Linked DNA regions of Mus musculus: region 1 is linked to region 2. Evidence: chromatin contacts called from public HiChIP or PLAC-seq data. All regions are on one chromosome and are shown on one strand. The core of a region is the stretch at or near the end of the contact, and the rest is flanking DNA. Distances in the headings are between cores, read along the strand shown.

Region 1 (6,580 bases), core at 2,843-5,342, 110 kb after region 2:
AAACACAAACACCTCTATCATCTCATATTCAAAATATCACTTAGCCTTACTAAGTCTAGGTCTGGCAGGCATGTCAATTCTACATGACCCAGCACAAAAGCCATAAATTTATTTAAAACACTATGACGTTTTTTACTTTTTTTTTGGTAAAATTTGACCATGCAATTCTGAGCATGAACGTTGTAGATGACAAGTTGCGTCCCAACATCAAACATTCAGACACACCTGATTAAGCTAAAACTTCAGTAACAAAGACTTGCTTTGAAGACATTGCCGAGGGAGGAAAAAACAATGAGAAACAAAGATGAAAATCAGCGAGCCATTAGGAGGCAGAAATCACACACTAACTTGAGGTTGGGAAGTCTCACAAAGAAAATGTCTCATACAGATTAGAGCGAGGTCCTGCTGAGAAGATAAAAGTAATCACCATGCCACGAAAGCCCCAGGTACCAAGGGTGAAGGTGCATGTGCTACAAACAGCTCGTCCAGAGTGCACACTGTCACCAGGAACGAGCATTTCCTCCCCCAAGGTCCCTCCAGTGAGCTCCACCTGGAGCTAAGAGGCAGCGTCCTGACAGCTCCTGACAGCGTACAATGTCCAGTCACCTTCCTGCTGTACACTCCTGCATGGTTGAACTCCCTTGAAAAAAAGACCAGGAACTGAGGTGGCTTCTCCAACACAAGACCAACACAGCCTGTGCCTTTGCCAGCACTCATTCATAACTTGGTTCCTTTCCTAACTAACAACCAATGAGCAGAGGGAGGAGCAAGGCTGCCAAGAGGGAAACTCCACAACCTTTTACAGTCTACGTAGGTGTTGGAAAGGATCTTCCTTCACCTACCACATTCTTTATAAAGGTGTGTGTGTGTGTGTGTGTGTGTGTGTGTGTGTGGTGGGGGTAGGGGTGATGAGAACACGCTGGCACTAGAGATCCTTGTTTAACATCCCAGGCCTATTATTTTAAATAAATAAAGCCCTAATGAGCATCTTTAAAGAAGAAAGTTTTTAGAAGGAACAGAACTGAGGCAGATTAACCAACACCCGATGGAACAACTGGAACCAGTGTTGCAAAAGTCACCAGAATTACGAAGTGCTCCTTCATCTATAGAGACAGGCTGGGTTTCTTTTCTGCTGCCCTGGACTATAACAAGCCGCTTTGTAAAGGCGAGGGGATTTGTCTCTTTCATTCTCCGACTTATTCCCAACACCCAGAGCCGTGGTTCTCAGCCTCCCATATTCGAAGACCCTTTTACATAGTTCCTCATGTTGTGGTGACCCCCTCAGCCATAAATTTTTGTTACTACTCCATAACTATAATTTTGCTACTGTTATAAAAGTAAAAAAAATCAATGATTTCCCATGGTCTTAGAGATTGAGACCCACAGGTTGAGAACTGCTGCCCTAGAAAGGTATTTAAACCAAACACTGGTAACAAGTTCTAGAGATACAGTCATTGTTGGCAAACCTAAATCTAAGCTAAAGATTCACAACTCAGTCAACAGGGAGAAAAGAGGGGACAGAAAAGCTGACAGTGGCTTCTTAAAAAGATCAACAAGCATCAACACACTTGTTTCCTTTCCCAATTGTCTGACAGAAGTCACTCGAGCCTGCTTCCTCTCTTCCAGGAAAATATTCGGAGACAGAATCTCATGTTAGCCCAGGTTGGCCTTAACTTTACTATGTAACCAAGGACGTGCATCCTACGTGACAGGATCACAGGGGACCCCACCACCACATCCCGTTATCTCTTGAATGGGTGTGGTGAAAGGGAGGCAGGCCCTCTACCAACTAAGCTACAGCCCCAGCTACAATACTTTTTAATGGTGTCAATAAATGGCAGTATCTAGAATAAAGTTTGAGCGCTCCGGAATCTGTGCCCCACCTAAACATAGCTCTGGTTTTCTGGGCCCAGCAAGCAGTTCACCAGCTCAGCTTTAATTGAGCAGCTGCTTTTTGAGAAGCCAGAGCTGCTAAGTCTCTGCGTTCATCGATATAGCAAACTCTGCAATTACCCAAAGCCTCTCTCCGCAGCTCTCCATGAAAAGAGTATAGAAACGTGTGCTGATCCTTCTGTAAAACAAAGCATCGAAGACACACCTAACTTATGTGCCCCCTTCTCCACAGGTCCAAGACTAGCAACAAGTGTTTGTGACAGTGAATTCCGTGAGGCTACTGAGCTGGGAAGAGACCATTTAACGATTTTTTTTCTTCACGATCTCACTCTATTGACTGGTAATTTCCTAGGAACTGGACTCTATTAATCCTCTTGTTAATTTTCAAACTCTGAGTAAACGTTCAGGCAAATGCTACTACAAAATGCAGAGCACAAGATCTGTGCTGCTACCAATGCATTCCTGCTATCATGTGCAACTAGGTGAGTTTCTTTTAAAGTTCTAATTCATTTTTTAAGTTACAGCAACGGTTTGGTCACTGACTCAAAGAAGAAAGTGAGACCAGTACCAGAGACACTTTAAAGCAAAAGGTCTTTCTAAACCAAAGCAGAACTGAAACACTAGTCTCACTAAATTCAAGACTGTAGAGGACAGAACTAGAATAAGAACACTTATTACCCACACAAATATCACCAGTTCTACAACAATGTAACCTTTAGTACTTCAAACCTAGAGATTAAATATTCAAAAACTGTAGACCCCACAAATCCCTCCTGTGCTAGGTGAGAGTATCTAAACCCACAGAATTATGAAGCCACTAGAAACCACTACCCCGTCACACGTTCTCTGCTGACCAGACAGAGCTAATGGAAATATCCTCTTTATTGCCTTCCACTTCATTTAGTACCGTTATCTTAGGTATCATTTTTAAAAAAATTATTATTAAAAAAAGCAGAACCCACTAGGGATTACAAGTCCCATAAAACCAGCTCTATCCCAGAGGAGGAGCAAGCCCGGCAACTGCTCCTTCTAAATAGTAGGCGCCACCGTTCATTAAGTTTTAACTGGAAAAAGTGGGGGTGCGACAACGCTACCAGCTTATACAAGAGAAAAACTGTACGTGCTTGACAGATGGAATGAACTGCAAGTAGAGCTTTTTTTAAAAAAAAGCACTATATTTCATTTCAGTAACTATGTAGTTCTGTTAGGACCATATTCTCTCCAGTATCACACACCCATTTTGTAATTTTTTTTTTTAATAAATCCCCTATGCCTTTCCGTGGCAAATGTCTGCATTTAGGCGAACTTAACACAGTAACCTGCTAGTTACCTAATGCTAATGAAGCCTGCCTCCCGAGGCAGGCTTTTAAAAGCTTTCAGCGAAACACTTTAACAAGGGCCAAAAACAAAACAAAACAAAACAAAACCCAAAACCTTCTAATAACCTAAGAAAGAAAACGACCTTAGGCTTGACCTTTACCACTGAGACAAACGGCGCAAAGGAGAGACACTCCATCACTATTCCGCAGCGAGGGTCTCCCCGCCCATCCCCCCCACCCCCACCCCCACCCCCACCCCCCAAAGCGAACCAGACGGATCCAGCACTAGTTCCAGTTTTCCGCATTCTGCAAGCCGTGGGCTCGGTGGCGCCGCTAGGGTCAGGGCCCTCGGTCCTCACTCTAGAACCCCAGCTGTTGCCCGTGCGGCCCAAACACAATTGCGGGCAGGCGACGGGGATGGAAGCAGGCCAGGCAGCGCGCTGGGCCCTCGGCGTGGGGCAGGGCACCTTTTGCGCTCGCGATCAAATCGGAGAAATGGGTGTATGGCGGGAGGAACCTCTCCCCAGCTCCCCGGAGACAAAGGCGACCCTCCTGCCCGACAAGGGCCGGGACCTCCCCGCCCGGCCCAGCCTCACCCTGGTGATTGAACAGCCTCCAGATCCGGGTAAAGAGAATTCCCATCCTCGGGCAGCGGAGCCCTCCAGCCTCCCGGGCTCAGGCTGCGGGGCAGAAGGACGCGCCGGGGCCTCCGCCTCTGCTCCCGCGCCGGCCGCGCGCCCGCTTCCAGGGACCCGCGGGGAGGCCGCAGCCCAGGCCGCCCAGCCACGCGCGAGGCCCCGCCGCTACCGCCGCGGCGCTCGCCTGGCTCGCGGACATCGCCGCCGCGTTGTCTGCTCGAACCTCGCGGGCCACCGTCCTCCCCCAGCTCCTCTCCGGCGGTGGCTCGGGCAGGGGCGGGGCGGAGCGAGGGGACTGCGCAGGCGCCGTGCCCGGAGGCGGAGCGAGGGAGCTGGAGGCGGGGCAAGGGGGCTGGAGGCGGGGCGAGGGGCTGGGAGGCCTCTGCGGCGCGGAGGGTCAGTGGAAGGAAGGCTGCGGCGCTTTAGGCGCGCCAATGTCGGGGATTTGAGGTTGTTTCTAAGTCACAATGCAAATATGTAACCATACTCAACTCCAAAAGTGCCAGGTTTGGACCCCGACGATGGTAAGCTTTAAGTCTCTTTAGAGCCTATTTTCCCTGACAAGCAGCAGAAATCATTGGCCTATTTTTTTTTTTTTTTTTTTTTTTTTTGTCGCTGCGGTTTTTCGTACTTCTACCTTTGCTTCTCAGCGCTCTTCCCTCTCCAATCTCCCTCTGCTCTCAGGCCACTCTTGGCTAGAACACTTTTCCTTAAGTATCTCCCCGGTTTAAAAATCTTAAGGCACAAAAGCCGTCTGAGCTGAGTCCAAAAAGACTGTAGACAAGAAACTCACTGGTCTTCACGATATGATCGTCTTTTTCTCTCATTCAGGAGTCACCATCATGTTAAATAGATGGCCAAATGCTGTCTGTGCTCTTCATTCTGCTGCTTGCCTAAAGTTTAAACAGTTGTGCCTCCTGGTATGCGAGTGTCCAGCTCTGCGCCCCTGCGCACCCCCACCCCCACTCCCCGCAGGATAAGTGGCTGAAAAGTAAAATATAAGTAATCGCTGGCGAACTTGATCCGAACGAAGAGTTCTTGCCTGTGTTTTGTTTTTGTTTACTTTAGTTCCCTTTAGCTAAACAGGTAGACTCTAGATCTCCATATTCCTGATGTAGGAACAGGGTCGATTCCTGAGGTTAACTGACGACTGTGATAGTTTTGACTCAAAGAGAAACTGGGGTTGTCTACTTCTTCCACACACATAAACAAACAAAAAGAGTAGAATCAGCATCATCTCTTTCTATCCTCTTTAAGTTTGTAAAAGGGAGGGAAAAAAAAAAGGCAGAGACGGAAAAATGTGGGAGACTTGTGAAAGGCCCTTTCGAGCTGTTCCCGACCTTATCCTCAACAGCCACATGAAATGAAGCACTATACTCTGCCTGACTCCTAACCATATACTACCGTATAGCTCAATGTATGGGAAAGAGTTCTTCATCTTCTTTGGGGGCTTGCGTTCAAATGCCAGTCTTAGAGGAGGCATACATAAAGGAGAATTAGATCTGGATATACTTAATAGCCAGTGGGCTGTTTAGAAGATCAATGTTCGCATAACCAACTTACATGAGCTCTTTAGTGATTCCATTCCCATCCAGTTTAGGCAGGGCTTTAGCGGCTCTGAGTCATTTTACAAATTCCCACATGTCTTTGGCAACTTATTAATGTATGCCAGACCTACATTTACCCATGAAGTTAGAGATCTGTGTTTTAGAACTCTATTAAGGAAATGGTCTCTTAGGCTATTTTCCAAGTGTCCCTCACAGAAGGGGGGATGGAGTTGACTAGTAGAATCTTGGCTGACTTTAGTAGACAAAATACAAAATTGTTAACTATAGATGTAACTGGGAATCTTTAATGAGGGATATCAAACATTTTGTTCTTCCTTCTGAGACCTTCTAAATATTTTATCCATTTTTAAAGTCATGAGCAAAATGCCATGAAAGACCTCAGCTTCAAGGCAGGAGAGAGTAAAACATGTGCTTTACCATTCTACAGTTAACAAGCAGAATACTGGATACAACACAAGAAACAACTGTTTCCAGATACTGGGAAACAGCCTGTGGAACTAAAGAGAAACAGTGAGCTTTGCCATTGCTCTGTATTTGCCCTCCTTAGCAAAAACAATTCCCAGGCAACTCCAGAGGGAGTGGATAGCCAAATAAGAGGGGGACAGTCTCTTACCATGAAGACACAGCTGTGTGCTTCCGGAGTCAGGGAGGCTAGAATTAGGGAAGCAGTCTTTACCTCCATATGACTCATACAGGGTGAAACCCTAGGTTGTTGACTAGTAATAGTTTCTAGAGAAAAAAAAAATCATACCAGGATTATTGCAAAAGGATCCCCAGATAATTGCCCCAAAGGATCAGGAGTCATTAATGTAAAATGGTCCCTTCAGTCAGTAAAAACACACCTAGGACATCAGTAGATGCTTGGATGTTAAAAAGGTGCTAAGCCCAAGAGTAAGCCGGAACTGAGACCAGTCTTAAAAGCGCCTAAGGACTTTGACCAAGAGAGCAACTGCCAGTTGAAACAAGTTTGATGTTCTACAAAGGAGTATTAAAAAGTAGACATCACTAATAATTTGCAATATTCTAAATCTAATAGAATTGTATTGGTCATGCATAGAAGATGTGATAGCAGATCTGAACACAGGGACATCGAATAACTTATAGTTATTGCTGGAAGACAGTGGTTAGAGTCTATAGTTAAATTACTGTACTGACGTTGTAT
Region 2 (5,872 bases), core at 1,415-3,914:
GTATACTGGGCAGAACCCCTCAAGTCTGCACGTCCCCTCCCCCTTGGTTTAGGCCAGTCAGGTTTCAATCAGAGAATGCAGGGGCATTGCCAAAATGATTATCAGCTTAACAGTGGTCTGGACAATAAGAACAGGCTGAGAGAACAACTGGAAAGGCTCACTGGGAAAGAGGACTGGAAATCCAGAGCAGGTGAATGAAAAAGAACGAGAGTTCTGTTTTCCAGTGAAACTAAATCAATCGATGTTATAAATTTACAATTTTCTTCAGTGGGCAAAGAATAAACCACAAAATCACTTTGATTCACGCTAACTATACTTTGCAATTAATAAGAGGATCTCACCAGGTTGTTTCTATGAAAATTAAGGTAGAAACCATGTGATTTGGTCAAGATAGTGTCTAGAATTCTAGAATTCCTTGAGATGTTGCAAGCAGCTGAAAGCTGTTAGAGAAAGAGCTATCCTCCCAGGACATCTGGCCCCGGATCCCGGCTTACTGAGCTGAGATTGTCAGCATTCATTCTGGCTGTTGCAATTTCAAAGCATGGTGTCTCACTCCATTTTCCTTTGACTTTCTTCTCATAGTCTTCTTTATATTTTTGCTGGAGGAGTTAAAAAATGAAATAAAAACAGAAATCAAGAGTTGACAAACAGGAATTGACTGTAGTACACGATTAAATATCTTGACGAGGTTCGTATTAGGTCCTCAATGAATATCTTCAAGTTATCTTGCACTCTGGTCTACTGACCCAGCAAGAAAGTTGACTTAAGGGGAACAAGGAGAGAGATAAGAAGACTATCTTTCTTAGTTATCTTTGTTAACTTTGGGGACTTAGACTCTAAGTCAAATAGTGCTGTGCAGAAGTTACCTCACCACTGATCTAAGATACATTGCTATGAATTATCATGGCCCATGTGTTCTTGGAACAGAATTAACCTACACAACCCCAGATCTGGGACTATGAGGCAAAGCTAGAGCAGGGTTAGAATGACTCTCCTTGACTAACATGGCTATGCCAAAGACAGTGTCAGGTGGCTTGCATGCACCTATACCTCGACCACACCCTTCATGGAACTAGAAAGTCCTTCGCCATTATACTGCTAACTCAAGCTCTGATGTACAGAACCAGCGTAAAAGGAAGTGCAGATTTCTCCCAAATGCCCTATTTCCTGTTTTTGCAATGGTCAATATGCTAATTATCCGTGAACAGCTTTTATAGCTGTTCATTTTAGATCTCTGGATTTTTAGTGCCCATGACTGGACACAGTCATTATTAAAGTTTTGACTTAATGATTCAGCACTTCAACTTTCTCAATCCCAAGGGCTGCTGCTGTATTTTACACAGAACATTGCTAGAAAGATAAAGCAAGATCATATGATAAAGATGCTTTGTGTATCTACAGCACTAAGCAAATGTATGGTACAGTAATTATAATAATGACAACTCATAAGGAAATGGAGAAAACTGTATATTAGACAAGAGAGACAGATAGAGAGGCAGACACACAGAGAGAGAAACTGAATTTGTCTAAGACTCAGATCTGCAGACACAGTAGAATCTTGAGATCAAGCCATCCTGGGTTACATGGAAAGAACCTACCTCAACAGACAAAAACAGAACAACAAACTCTACAGTAGACTGCTAACTAATTCAGCTACCCTCCTATGATGGTTTGAATGAAAACAACCCCATAGGCTCAGAGGGAGTGGCACTATCAGGAGGTGAGGCTTTGTTAGAGTAGGAGTGGCCTTGTTGGAGGAAGTGTGCCACTGGTGGTGGGCTTTGAGGTTTCAGATGCTGTCTGTCTCTCCCTACAGCCTACCAATCCAGATGTGGAGCTCTCAGCTATCTTTCCAGCATGGTGTCTACCTGCTTGTTCCCCACCACGCTTCCTGCCGTGATGATAATGGACTAAACTTCTGAAGCTGAAAGCAGGCCCAATAAAATGTTTTTCTTATTGAGAGTTGCCATGGTCACGGTGTCCCTTCACGGCAATAGAAACCCTAACTAAGACACCTCCTCTGTTGAAGTAAATCCCCAATACAAAACGAAAGTGAATTAATAGATTTGGGGACTTGCCAAGGCTGCCCGTAGAAGTACTTCTAATCTTTTGGGAAACAGGTTTCTTAAGAATCAGATAGATGAATAAAATACCCATAAACACTAACGCTTCCAAAAGTCTGATTTGAACATGGTGGCAGATATCTGTTACAAAAAAAAAAAAAAAAAAAAAAAGTGCTTTAGAAGTCTTGAGGCAAGGGAATCATGAATTCAAAATTAGCCTGGGTTCTATGGTAAGACTCTGTCTCAAAAAGCCAAAACCAAACTAAATAAGGAAAACAATAAAAAGTAGTCAAACATAAAAAGCAAAGAACAAAAAACCATTTCAGAAGTTTTTGATGCTCCCCCATTTCAGGGTTCAGTCTTTAAGTCTTTCTGATGATCTGTGCGGGGGGTGGGGTGGGGGTTGGGAGAATGCCGGGCAGTTCAGGACTTTAGGCAAAGAGATGAGACCTGAGGCATCAAAAAGCTGATATACAGAGGTCTTTGTGACAACACTGAAACACTGAGAAGCAGCAGATACTATTCCTGGCCAGCCCTGGGCTGTTACAGAGAAACGGGTGCTGGGTGTGTAGCTTTGCAGCAGAGAACTGAGTAGGAGTGTAATTCTCACAACAGAGATAGACTTGTGGCTTTTGAGGAAGTAGTTAAACAAGATAAAGAGCAGAGCACAAAACCACCCCGACATCTCCTCCAAGGTCCTTCCTCTCTTCTCACCTTCCAGGAATAAAAGCTTGCTATTTCCTCCTGCCATGGGTCTGGCTGGGGACTGATCACTCACAGTCTATACCCAAGTCCTCTTATGTCAGTAAGGGGTCCCCCTGCATGGGAGAAGGGGTGGCTGTAGCTTGCTAATTGCTGAGGAGGGTACCCTCCTCATTCCCCTTTATGTGCAGGAAGGAAGGAGGTCAAAGGGACAGGTCTCTGACCAGAAGGCGAAAGGAAAAGGCAGGCAGTGTCCTCGTGGGCAGTCTCCCCCATATCGGAAGCCCAGCATCGAACTTTCTGTCTAACCCTGAGACTTTCTCCTTAATCTTCCCTCCCACTCTCTTGTAGTTGATCAATGACAGCCTAGAAGAAAGATCGGACTGAAGTTTCCCTGAAACTTGTTAAATAGAGGAAAGGATACCAGGTCAGATCCAAGCTCTGAATATCAACTTTGTAGGGGGAGGTGACCAGATGCCAGTAGGCACAGTGGTTGTTTCCTTAAACCATAGGCTCTCCTTACCACTAGACAGCTAATGGCACTGGGCTTCAAAATTAGGCTTCCTGGTGTTTTGCTTAAACTCATGGCTTCATTTTCCACTTTCCAGATAGGCACCGGTAGTTTTTATATGGTTACCAAATGGAAAGAAACTGAAAGGAGTTAATCACTTCTCTTCTAAGTAGCTTAGCACTGAGCTACCAGTCATCTCCATTAGCAGAGAAGTTATTGTTCAGAGCATGTAGGGCATCCTCACTGGGTTACATTATTGACCGTAGTTGGTCCAGAGTTACTTTCCAGACTCAATAAAATGCCTTATGGTGAGATCCATAGGCATCTCCCTAGTTCAATGCAATAGAATATTTCAGAAGATCAGGGCTCCGTGTTACTTAACAATGTGCCGCTGCAAGACATACTTTTTACAAAAGCTTTCCAGGTTCCACAGAGAAACTACCGGAGGGAAGCAAAGAGGCAAGCACAGAGAAACTAAAGGCACTTCCCAATGGTGTATGCAGAATCCACGTTCAGCAGGTCCTGGTGAGCCTGTTCTCTCACCTGGAATATCTGTTGTAGGAACAAGTCAGGATCCTGCGTTATTCACCTAAGTCACACCTACACAGCATACCCAAGACTGAGAAGGGTGCTGGCATAAAGCTCCTGGTTTTAGCAAAGATAAAAGGAAATGAATATACTGTGAAAAGGAGAGTAAGAAGAGCCAATGGAGAGGATGTAATATCAGTGCAACCGTTGCCAGAGTATGATCATTACCAGCTGAACAGGAAGCTGTAAAAAGGACAGTAGGCACGGAAGGCATAGCTTGGCAAGGAAGCATCAAGAGTTTTAAGTGTCTGAAAGAGAGACATTTTAAATCTATTTTGGAGAAAAAGATGCTACAAAGATGCTGAGGTGGGGAATCCAAAAAGCCTGACCGTGGGGAAGATGAGGGAAAGCATCAAAAAGAAGTCACCCTTGGCAGCCTGGGCCTCTGCTTGGATGCCATGTTGCTGGATGACTACCATGTACAATATTTCTCACTAAAGAGACTGGTATTTTTGATGCACAACAGACTCTAGGAATCTGGATAAGACTTGGATAAATTATGTCTCTGTGGCCAAACCCAGCGACCTTCATCTTCAGCCACTCAGCTCAGATTATTCTACAAGGTCAAAGTTAGGTGTGCAACTCTTACCAAGTACTTAATACTGTGTCACCCTCTCCAAACAGTGTGCAGTCCAGACAGACCTGACACGAAGCTAGTCCAGAAGCCATATCTCTTAAGATGCAAAAGAACAGGCGGGAAGAGAACTTTAATATACTTTACTTAACCTAATAGATCCAATGCACTACCATTCTAGCACATAGTTGGTATAAACAGAGACGGGCTATTTTACATTTGTTTTTACTTCATGGTAAGCATTTAAGATCCAGGCTATGCTTCCTGTGTGAAAGAAAGACTCGGTGTTAGGGGAACAGACTCAGGTATGTGCCCTCTTCCAATTCATAAATGGAATTCTTAGCTTATAATGTGATGGCATTTCATTTTGACTTTCACTTTTCTGAGACTTTGAGAAGCTAGAGCCTGCTGTTTAAGATACTCTGCCTATAATTTATTGTAGGAGTCTAAATCCCCTAATATTCTCAGGGTTTTTTTTTTCTAGTCATGTTTTAAGAGCTCAGTTGTCAGCTTTGTCTAAGGGCTGCCTTACAGAATTGCACAACTTGTTTTTCATTGGTGGATCTAAATTGATGGAGAGTGGCTATGGGAAAGTTTGAAAGCAAGTTAAAAGTCACTTCCAAATGTCCACTCTGCATGCTCAAATTAGATAAAAAAGAATTCTACTCGAATTGAGATAGTCTTTACATACAAATTAAAAATGGATTATTTTGAAATGACCACTTGGAATACAACTTCTCCCAAACAATCTTTTTGTTCTATCTTTTTCTCTGCTATGGACACACCCAGAAGCCATGTCAATATGCAAAGTCCTTCATTTAACCTCTTTCTGCTCAGCCCTAGGGGAAGGTTGCTAGTGTCCTCACTAATTTTACTATACATACACAGCCCCTGGGTTTTACATTAAATACTCTTCAAAAGGAGAAGCTAAAAACACTGTGGGAGAGATTATATCATTTCTATCTTTTCTTTCAATAGCCCACCTCTAGCTAAAAGAGAAAGAGAGAGAGAGAGAGAGAGAGAGAGAGAGAGAGAGAGAGAGAGAGAGAGAAGAAGAAGAAGAAGAAGAAGAAGAAGAAGAAGAAGAAGAAGAAGAAGAAGAAGAAGAAGAGGAGAAGGAGGAGGAGGAGGAGGAGGAGGAGGAGGAGGAGGAGAAAGAGAAAAAGAAAAAAAGAAAAAGAAAAAGAAGAAGAAAGAGAAAAAATGAATCCTGAAGTTCAGTCAAAATTGAAGCAGAAGATGAAACTGAGTCTCGACTTTCAGAGGAAAAGAAGGGAAGATAAAAGCAGCTGTGTCTCAGAGAGAGTGGCCCGATGGGACCTCATCACAACAGGACTTAGCTCGGCCTATGTACCAGCCGAACACTTGTCTCCCTGCATTCCTTGCCACAGCTGCATCCTTCTGTGTTACTTTATCTGGCTAAATATAGGCAAA

The links. HiChIP or PLAC-seq counts read pairs in DNA pulled down with a chosen protein or histone mark.
Region 1: an H3K27ac HiChIP or PLAC-seq map of regulatory T cells shows a contact between it and region 2, with 6 times the contacts expected there. The contact joins the promoter of Arl5a here to the enhancer-like site in region 2. A contact is called at or near these places in 2 of 39 promoter capture datasets (liver and pre-B cells), 1 of 15 datasets of contacts at CTCF or cohesin (CD8 T cells), 25 of 484 Hi-C or Micro-C datasets (the Ba/F3 cell line, the C2C12 cell line, CD4 T cells and 15 more), 16 of 115 datasets of contacts at active chromatin or transcription factors (CD8 T cells, the SCID.adh cell line, bone marrow-derived dendritic cells and 9 more) and 3 of 9 other capture datasets (adipose tissue, liver and pancreatic islet).

Annotation. Positions count from the first base shown.
Region 1 is chr2:52,420,782-52,427,361 of GRCm38.p6, forward strand. Arl5a (ADP-ribosylation factor-like 5A) reads right to left here and starts at 4,093. Exons shown (of 6, transcript NM_182994.2): 1 at 3,809-4,093. The coding sequence starts at 3,854. It overlaps A430018G15Rik (RIKEN cDNA A430018G15 gene), which reads left to right and starts at 4,231. Exons shown (of 3, transcript NR_165461.1): 1 at 4,231-4,374.
Region 2 is chr2:52,313,282-52,319,153 of GRCm38.p6, forward strand. It overlaps Neb (nebulin), which reads right to left. Exons shown (of 157, transcript NM_010889.1): 11 at 495-599. It overlaps 4930573O16Rik (RIKEN cDNA 4930573O16 gene), which reads left to right. Exons shown (of 4, transcript NR_040620.1): 4 at 1,817-1,959. Among named protein-coding and RNA genes, the nearest start is that of Neb, 23 kb to the right of the region's middle. Within about 2 kb of position 2,665, at least 48 of the 459 cell types and tissues checked have an H3K27ac peak or open chromatin away from gene starts, as enhancers often do. A contact at or near this core is called in the Ba/F3 cell line, CD8 T cells, the G1E-ER4 cell line and 8 more, where this site is marked.